Regions from separate parts of the Sus scrofa genome. Here regions 1 and 2 are each linked to region 3. The links are chromatin contacts, called in public Hi-C maps. All regions are on one chromosome and are shown on one strand. The core of a region is the stretch at or near the end of the contact, and the rest is flanking DNA. Distances in the headings are between cores, read along the strand shown. Region 1 overlaps PALM2 (paralemmin 2). Region 2 overlaps PALM2 (paralemmin 2). Region 3 has its middle 98 kb from the start of PTPN3.

Region 1 (2,926 bases), core at 318-2,817, 240 kb before region 3:
TATGAGCTGTCATAAAAATCGCTGCCTTTGCAAAACCAGCCCAGTATTGGATGCCAGAAAAAAAAAAAAAGGGCAACCATTACTTTTTAATGCAGAACTGACTTTCATGGCTCAGCGTTTGAGAGACGCCTCCTATTTCAAGCAACTGAAACACTTCATGTCATTCTTCACTGAAAATCATTAATGTTATCTTCATAAATCTTTTTAGGGTTCTGTATTCTGAAGCTACTTGATGGGGTTATTTATTTTTTATCTTAGTATTAACACTTGTAATTCTGGGCTTTAGAGCAGGGGTTCTCAATTGGGGGCTATTTTGTGTCCCCTAGGAGATACTCAGCCACACTTGAAGATACTTTGATTGTCATTGACTAGAGGTGGAGGGTGGTGCTACTGGCATTTACTTGGTAGAGGCCAGGAAGCTGCTACATATCCTGTAAAGCACAGGACAGCCACCCACAACAAATGATCATCTGGCCCAAAATGTCAATAGTGTTACTCATGGGAACTCTCTCTAAAAGGATAGAGAAAACAATAACAATAGCACTACTCTTACCTCCTGACAGCCTACTGTACTTGGCACTTCACAAATGCACATAATCTCCACATATGACAACAACTCTTCAGAATGGGCATTGCTATCCCCAGCATACGGGTGAGGAAATTCAAGTCCAGAGAGGTTACATGGCTTATCCAGGATCAAACAACCTGTAAATTCAGAACTAGGGCTCAAACCAAGGTCAATTAAATTCCAAGGTCCAGGTTCCTAAGCAGTATGCTATGCTGGGAGCCCTTTACTCAACTCTGCATCACTTCCAGCAGAGATTTAAGCTGTATACAGCCGAGAAAGTGTACTCACAAGCAAAGGGCTTAGTGAGAGAAGGAAAGGAACCAAATCTGAAAAATAGAACCTGTCCTTCCTGAAACAGCCTGAAGGGGGCAGCCTCCCCAGTCATGATGACCACTCACTTTGGATCCAAGCCCAGCACCTGCCAGGTCTCTGCCCATTTGCTTCCTAAAGAGGCATTTATGGGGGCTGAGGAGGAAGGAGCACGTTTACCTGTCCATCCACTTAAACCATGAGGTAAACTTTAGTTGATCTCAATGAATATCACAGGTCTCAGAGATTTTTAGTTTTGAAGAGCAACTCTTGGGATTCTGGAGAATATGCTTTGGAGCCAAATGCTGGCTCTTTCACTTCTTAAGGGGGCATTTGGAACAGCAAATTACTTTATCTCCTAAGCCTCGGTTCTCCCGGGTATAAAATGAGCATCATTATCATCACCATTACTCTGAGGGAACGTGCTGGGAATGAAAGAAGAATATTCAGGAATTTAAGGAGGCCCCAGAGCAAGGTTAGTACCCAGGACAGAGTAAGAGACCAATGAATATTAGATGATCTAGTGCTATCATTATGTCACCATACGGTTTATAGTATATAGAGATTTCTTTTGGAGAACCAAAAAGAATAGGAATGAGATCAGGACTCGCCAAATGTGCTGGAAGGGCACAGACGTGGAAAGCCAATGTGGCATGCTCCATGCCCTGCCGAGAAAGAACAGTGTAGCTGAGTTAAAATTAGCAGGCAAAAAGAACACACTGAATTCTGAGCAAGTGTCCTTGTGATTCCAAGGAACATTGCGGTGGCTGCCTTTTCTAGAAAGGCTATTTGTGGGTGGCTGTCATCTTCTTGGTTGCCAAAATCCCATAAAATAACACACACATGCTTATGCCTGATGTCGCCCGTCTTCTGCTTTGAGCCTCTCAAGAATGTGGAAAATGAAATGAATTCTGGTGTCCATCAGAGACCAACAGAGGCACTCGAAGAATCTTGAGTCGGAAGCAGAGATGAGCCAAACCCCTTGCATCTTGAATTTTCTTTCTAAAAAGCTGCATGGCCCTCTCTGGGTTAGCAACCGAGATGTAATATTTTATTTAATGAATATTTTGATGTGACATATTTTAGAACTGACGCTGTTCAGATGAATTAGTCACCTCTGGGATGAGTCAGTTACACACAGGGCTTTTGTTTCTAAGATAACTTAATCTCTTTTCCTGTTTCTGGCCTGTCTCCAAAACTACTTCCTTCTGCAATAGTACATTTCTCTGCACAGGTATATTTGCTCAAAGAGGGCTCCCTAGCCAAATTAGAGCATCCCAGAGTACTGCAGCTGGAAGATCCTGAGAGATGCCTTGCTGAGAAGATGAGGAAACTGAGACCAGAGAGGATGAGAGACTTGCTCAAAGTCACACAGCAAATTACTGGCAGAGCTAGAATCAGCACCTTGGCTTTGCAACAGTTTGTTCTATTTTCATTTACTGCTCTGAGGTCTCTCATCCTCACTGGGGTAATTCCGAGGCAGGGGAGGGGAGAGACAAATTTTCACTGTATTTCTCACCAAAAAAAGTTAAGAGCAAACATTGAAATAAAACCTGGTGAAATTAGAGAATCTTAGAAGGGAAAACCACAAGGTGAGTGATAAGGCTTTTTAATTGGAGAAGACACTACGGAGACAGACTAGTGTGGATCTAATTGCCTAAAATTTCCAAAAGCATCAATGGGAAATCCAGATGTGGTCTGCCAGTGACTTCCAGGGACCCACCACATCCAATGATGGTGTGGACAAATGGTTGATGATGGGCCCAAGCCAGAACAATCCTTTGGGTTTTCCCAATATCCCACCCCAATGGGAAATAGAGCACACAGAAGATCAAACATTCAAAATGTTTTAAAAAGAAAAATATCTCATTCAAACTTTGCTTTCAATAATTCCAGCTTTTTTTTTTTTTTTTTGTCCATTTTACTTCTGGTTTCTAGTGAGCCAAGAATATAATCAATGGACAGGGCCATATGGACATTGCCCGTGAAAAGTTGTACAAAGAATCTGATGCTCGATTTATCCATTGTACTGAGTTCTCGTCTTCCTTT
Region 2 (2,926 bases), core at 311-2,810, 170 kb before region 3:
TCACTAACTAGTCTCACCACAGCAGAGAGAGTACGCCTTTAAAAAAAAAACAAAAACCAGTTCACATGGTGTTCCAAACCCTCCAGTGGATCCTCATTTTACCTCAAGGGAAAGCCAAAGTCCATAACCTAGTATCTAAATGCATGTCATCTCTTCCTGGCCACCACCTCTTTGGTCATATCTCCTAGCACTTTCCTTCACCACTCTGCTCCTGCCACACTGGCTTTCCTGCTGCTTTTAATTATTATTCTCATCATCGACATTATATAAGTTCCAGGTGTACAGAGTTATACATCAGCACATACCATAAAACAATCACAACCATAAATCTAGTTTTTACCATCTTTCATCCACTTAACCCTTTACCCACCCATCAATTCCCTTCCAATCTGGTAACTAACCTGATCTTTGTATCTATGTGTTTCTGCTTCTTGAACACACCAAGGATGTTCTCACTGTGCCTTCTGCCAGGGGTGTACTTCCCCCAGCTGCCCACGTGGCTCACTCCTCCATTATATGTCACAGTTCTAACATCATCTTGTTGGGAAAGGGTTCCTTGACCATCCAATAAAGGCATTCCCGCCTAGTCCCCTAGTCCCCATACTACAAACCAACACAGCACATGCTACTCATTTGCCTATTTGTAAGCTGTTCCTCTTTCTATTTCTATTCATCTAATTGTAAATTGTCTCACCCTTCCCACCCACCACCACCACCACAAATGCAAGCCCCATGAGGTCAAAGACCATGTTGTATTTACTCTGGCATCTTGAGCACCCACAAATGTGTCTACCACGTAGGAGATGCTAAAAAAAAAAAATCTATGCTGCCTGAATCACATAAACTTAGACTCACTTGTTGATAGATCATACCTGACTTTATAGCTTTAAATTGTTCACAGAAAATGAGTTGAATTAATGAAACTTTCCATTTAGTAGGCTCATTTTGCAAATAGATCAAAGGGATGATGGTTTTTATGTTTCTCATTTTATTATTGAGTAATGACAAGATCATGTCCACACTGTTTTCCCCACGAGGAACATAACACATTTTGTGGGCACACAAAAGGGGATGCCATGGCCTTGAGAAAAATAATTGTCATGTTACCAGGCAGTAAGGCAAAAAAGATGTGTAACTTTGGATGAGGCTGGTTTAGGGGACAGGCAATGGCTGGCCCCGAACCTAAGACAGGGCTTTCCTACAGCACTAGAGCCTGGAGCCTCGGAGATAAATGGCTCCATGTCAGGCAATCAATCACTCTACCAGCTACACTTCCAGTAACTAACAAGCAACACTGGAGCAAGGCTCACCACACAGCCAATACCCTAGGTGCTTTGGGAAGCAGTTCAGCAAACGTATCCTAACCTTCTGATCATGGAGATGTACAGATGTTAGAGGTCACCTGGTCCACTTCACTTGATCCATAAATTACCTCTTCTGCCCACATACCAACTATCTGTCCAGTCTCTGCATTTTGGGGCAAGCTACTCACCATCCCATGAGGCAGTTCATTCCAAACTGGGCCAGCTCTAAACGCTGAGGAATTTCTCCTTATCTTGTGTTGACAGCTGCCTCCCTGAAACTGATATCTACTGGTCTTGGTTTTGATGCAACTTTCATGACTGGTTGTACATTTGTGCTCCAGCACCAAATTAGATGGTCATAAACAGAGCAAGCTGATTCTCTTTAAATCCTGTCACTTGCCAGGTAAGCAATCAAACTGGAATTTTGAAGAAAAAAAAAAATCCATTGCCCTTTGATACAGTAATTCGAATTCTGACCACTTTAAGAAACCTGCATTTCTCCACTACAGAGGCTGGAAAAGTTAGCAACTCACCTTCCCAGACTTTTTTTTTTTTTTTTTTTTGAGTGAGGGCAGTCATGTGACCCAGACTCCCCAAAGAGCACGAGAGCATCAACAGTTCCTTATGCCTTCAATGAGAAGTCCCTTAACCCAAGAGCTCCCTTAATTGTCCCAATTTCTTCTTTGAAACTAAAATACTTCTTAAGCTATTGTTTCTCAGCTTTTCTGGTACTCACGGCCAAATGTACTCCTAACTAATGATTACACAGTCAATTAAAACTGTATTTATGAAAAGTTTATAACAGCATGAGAACACATTCATGCAAATGGTTTTTTGTTGGTTGTTTTTTGTTTTTTGGCTCTACCCACAGCATATGGAAATTCCCAGGTCAGGGACTGAATCCGTAACATGGCATTTACCCAAGCCATGGCAGTAACACAACCAGGTCCTTTAATCACTAGGCCACCAGGGAACTCCCATGCAAATGGTAAGTGAAAAAGCTCAAAGGGAAATTTAAATGGAGTCTAATTATACCTACATAAAACTGATGTCAAGAAAATCCCACAAATTTGTTAGCTGTTGAGATTATGGACATTTTTTCCCCTGTTAGAAGGTTAAAATATTCAGCCCCCCACAGCAGGTACTTTTAGATGATTTCATTCTCTTCACTTCTTTGCACATTTCACATTTTGTTTGGGGAAAAAAAAAAGATGTTAATAAAAATAAAAAATCCTTTGTCCTGGAAAATCTTAAGGAAAAAAATCAACCAATTATGACTTGGGGAAAAATCCACAGAAATAAACTCTGCCAAGGCCTCTTGGCACTGTCATCATTAGAATTTTGATTTGTCAGCTAACCAGGAAAATGCGTACTCGAGGTAACGGAAGGCTGGCAGGAAATTGACAAATTAACCTCAACGGCAAAAAAAAGTCAAATGATCACTGCTTGATTCCATTACTACTGCATAAATAATCATGATTGTTCAAAAATGAGGGAGAAACTACCAAGTTCTATGATTTCACCTCTAGGATGATAGGCTGTTTATGTGGCATCTAAATATTATCTTGGAGGAAGAAGCTAATGAAATGCAGATCCATTCCAATCCAGACTGAGATTCCATT
Region 3 (2,985 bases), core at 4-2,503:
ATGGGAAAACTGAGGCTTAGAGACATCAAAATTACTGGGGTAGGAAATCAACAACACTAGGACCAGCCAAGGTGGAGGTTGAAATCTACAACTCGTCATTGCCAAAATGCCACACCATCTCTCACTTCTGCTTCAGCAGCCTTGATGGTGAGGATTCAATTGCATGTACACAATCAGATATGCGGGGGGGTGGGGCAGGAAAGCTGCATCTAGGGTTTATTGGGTTTGGCATGAAAGTCCTGATACCTGAAAACAGGACATTATCTCCAGGCTGAACTATGATTTCATACAGCTTCAATGTCAGGGAGTATCCGTGGGAAGAGAGCAGGAGGAGGAGATGATGACCAAGTGACCAGGTATCTAATAGCTGGCTCCCAAAATGACCCTTTCTTGGAGCCTGTCGCCTGTCAGAGTGGCTCTGCTGCAGCAGCAGCCTGGGAGAGTGACCAAAAAGACAGAGAAGAACCCCAGTCCGAACCCACATCGGAGCCCTTTATTGTGTCGTTTTCTGGTTAACGCCCCTCTTGCCTTCATGCCCTCTCCTGCCCACCCCTCCCACTCGGTACCCACGATGCCAAACGTTGTAATTCAACCTGGGCTGCTGGTCCTAAGATTCTATCTCCTTTCTCAATTACCCCAGAAACAAATCAGTTATTTGGGGGAGGGGATCCTCATGGTTTCTGGTAGCCAGGGCATTGCAGCTCTGGCTCATGTTACCCACTAACTCATCATCTTTCCATTACACGACTTCACACCGAGCCACATTTGGTTCTGATCCGCAGTGACCACCTCCCCCGCGCTTAAAAAAAAAAAAAAAAAAAAAAACTGCAGTCCAATAATGCTGACATGGTTACGAATCGGAAGTAATGGCTATTGCGGCCAACTCCCTGAGTGGCGGAAGCTTGAGGCAGGGACAGGGAAGCCTAGAACATGCCTCCCTCCTTAGGAACACCGTTTCCCCGCCGAGGCCCTGCTGGCCAAGGGGCAGCGGCCAAAACCACGCATCCCGGGGTTCCTAGCCCTTAGCTCCTGCTGCAGCGGCTGCTGCTATAGAAACGCTAGGCTTACACGCCGGGCTGAAATTAAACACCCTTCCGAGACCAGGACCCGAGCCGGATTCTCCTGCTGCCTTGGTCGCCATGGCAACGTAGGAAGGGGAAAGCTGGCAAGCCGCGCGCGCTGTGCGGGGATACTCACTCCATCGCGGTGCTCCGGGCTGCCAGGCGCACTGCTGCGGGGCTCACCGGCGCTGTTCGCCTCTGCCGGGGCCGGGCGCTCTGGCCGCGCCGCGCGCGAGGTGGAGCCGGGAGCGTCTCTCCTCCCAGCCCGCACCCCCTCCTCCCCTTGAGGGTTGAAAGTGAACGCTCAGGCTCTCTCAGCTCCCAGCCTGCGAATAAAACGGGAAGCAATTGGATAATGTTGTTCGCTGGGCGCTAGACAAGCCACTCCACTTAAGTGTTTGGGGAGGGAGAGCGCAGGCAGCTGCGCGCGGGGCTGTGTGGCCACCCGCGCGAAGGGCCCTGGCGCCCGAGGCGCCAGGTGCGCCGGCGGCTCCCCTGGGAAGGGCGCTGCTTCTCTGAGACGCCGGGGGCTGTCAGGAGGGGGAGATGCGCGGCTGCGGCGGGTGGCACAGCCCAGAGGGCGCAGGGAAAATTGAGTCATTGGCAAGGTTGCAGCTCTTGCGGCTTGGAAGTTGCAGGCGAAAGACGCGTCTGGCCTCTGCAAGTATCAAGTGCTGCCCCCAATAGGTTGGGCACAGTTTCGGAAACGCCATTGTGCCAGCTCAGCGGGTATCTGTCTGAGTTTCTGAGGGAAAAGTCCACCTGCGCTGTGGCGCGTTAATGCGGTGCTCCATCACTGCCGACCTCACGCCCTTCTTTATCACTCTACATTTGGCGCATCCCCGCCTGCCAGAAAGATACTGCCCAGCGTTACTTTCCCTAGTTGGTTCTCTGAAAACAATAGCTATACTGAAGATGTTTTCCCAATTTACCACGGCCCCACCTCACAGTTACAAGCCTCCCCAGGGCATACATTCCCCCCCTACACTCCCTTTGAGAATCCTCTCCTCCTCAAGTTTTCCCGAGTGGGAATCAGGCTCCCATCCAGGTGCCCCGCACCTGCTGCAGGGAAGCGTCGATGAGGCAAGCTTCAGGCTTTCACTGTATCTTTCTGCCTGGCTCCTCTGTGAGTAGGTTTCTGCTAGGAGCTTAGGACGCAACCCTATGCATTGCCATCACAGTCCCTGTCCTGATGGGGCTCACTGGCTAACGTAGAAGGACAAAGCATAGAGAAAGAAAAAAACTAAACAAACATAACAGCACAGGCTGAAGATATTGCTCTAAGAATTAAGTAGTAAAATGAATGTTTTAAAATTAATTTGTGATGCTGGCACAACTCTTGAATGTCCTAACTCTTAAATTGTACATCCTGGGGGAATTTTCTGGTGTTTGAATTAAATCTTATTACAGCAGTTTGAAAAAAAAATACTTTGATGGAGAATCAAAGGCAAGTGGACCAGTGAAGGGAAGGTGTTGAAGAAAGGGCCCTCTGAAGGGGCTGGCTTTAGGAGGGGGGAGGACTGGGACACATAAGCAGGCATAAGCCACAGGGGGAAGGGCATTCTAACTGGCCATCAGCTTGTTTGGTGGCTCTACATGGGAAAGAGCTCTACCCATTCGAGGGACTAAAAGGAGACCAATGCCAAGTGTTCTGCGTAGATTCACTCCCTTTCCCTCTGGAAAGTAAGCCACAAAGTAAAACCCAGTGACGATTCACAGATGTTCCGTGGAAAGAGATTCTAGATCTTCTCCAGGTTTCCATTCAGAGAATCCAGTGTGAATTTGGAGATCATAAAACCCTCCCTCAACCCATGTCCCTTTGCAGCTACCATCCTACCTCTACTCTCCCCCTTCACAACCAAGCCTCTTGCAGGAAGTGTCCATACTCACCGTCTCTACAGCCTTACCTCCTATTTACTCCCGG

What was found. A called contact is a pair of places that touch in the nucleus more often than the background predicts.
Region 1: a Hi-C map of heart right ventricle shows a contact between it and region 3, with 5 times the contacts expected there. The contact joins two enhancer-like sites. A contact is called at or near these places in 2 of 47 Hi-C or Micro-C datasets (fetal heart ventricle and heart right ventricle).
Region 2: a Hi-C map of heart right ventricle shows a contact between it and region 3, with 2.2 times the contacts expected there. The contact joins two enhancer-like sites. A contact is called at or near these places in 2 of 47 Hi-C or Micro-C datasets (embryonic fibroblasts and heart right ventricle).

The regions. Positions count from the first base shown.
Region 1 is chr1:250,916,277-250,919,202 of Sscrofa11.1, reverse strand. All of the region lies in intron 3 of PALM2 (paralemmin 2), which reads right to left. Among named protein-coding and RNA genes, the nearest start is that of PALM2, 94 kb to the right of the region's middle. Within about 2 kb of position 1,567, at least 7 of the 83 cell types and tissues checked have an H3K27ac peak or open chromatin away from gene starts, as enhancers often do.
Region 2 is chr1:250,851,080-250,854,005 of Sscrofa11.1, reverse strand. All of the region lies in intron 1 of PALM2 (paralemmin 2), which reads right to left. Among named protein-coding and RNA genes, the nearest start is that of PALM2, 28 kb to the right of the region's middle. Within about 2 kb of position 1,560, at least 4 of the 83 cell types and tissues checked have an H3K27ac peak or open chromatin away from gene starts, as enhancers often do.
Region 3 is chr1:250,679,224-250,682,208 of Sscrofa11.1, reverse strand. No RefSeq gene overlaps it. Among named protein-coding and RNA genes, the nearest start is that of PTPN3, 98 kb to the right of the region's middle. Within about 2 kb of position 1,253, at least 19 of the 83 cell types and tissues checked have an H3K27ac peak or open chromatin away from gene starts, as enhancers often do.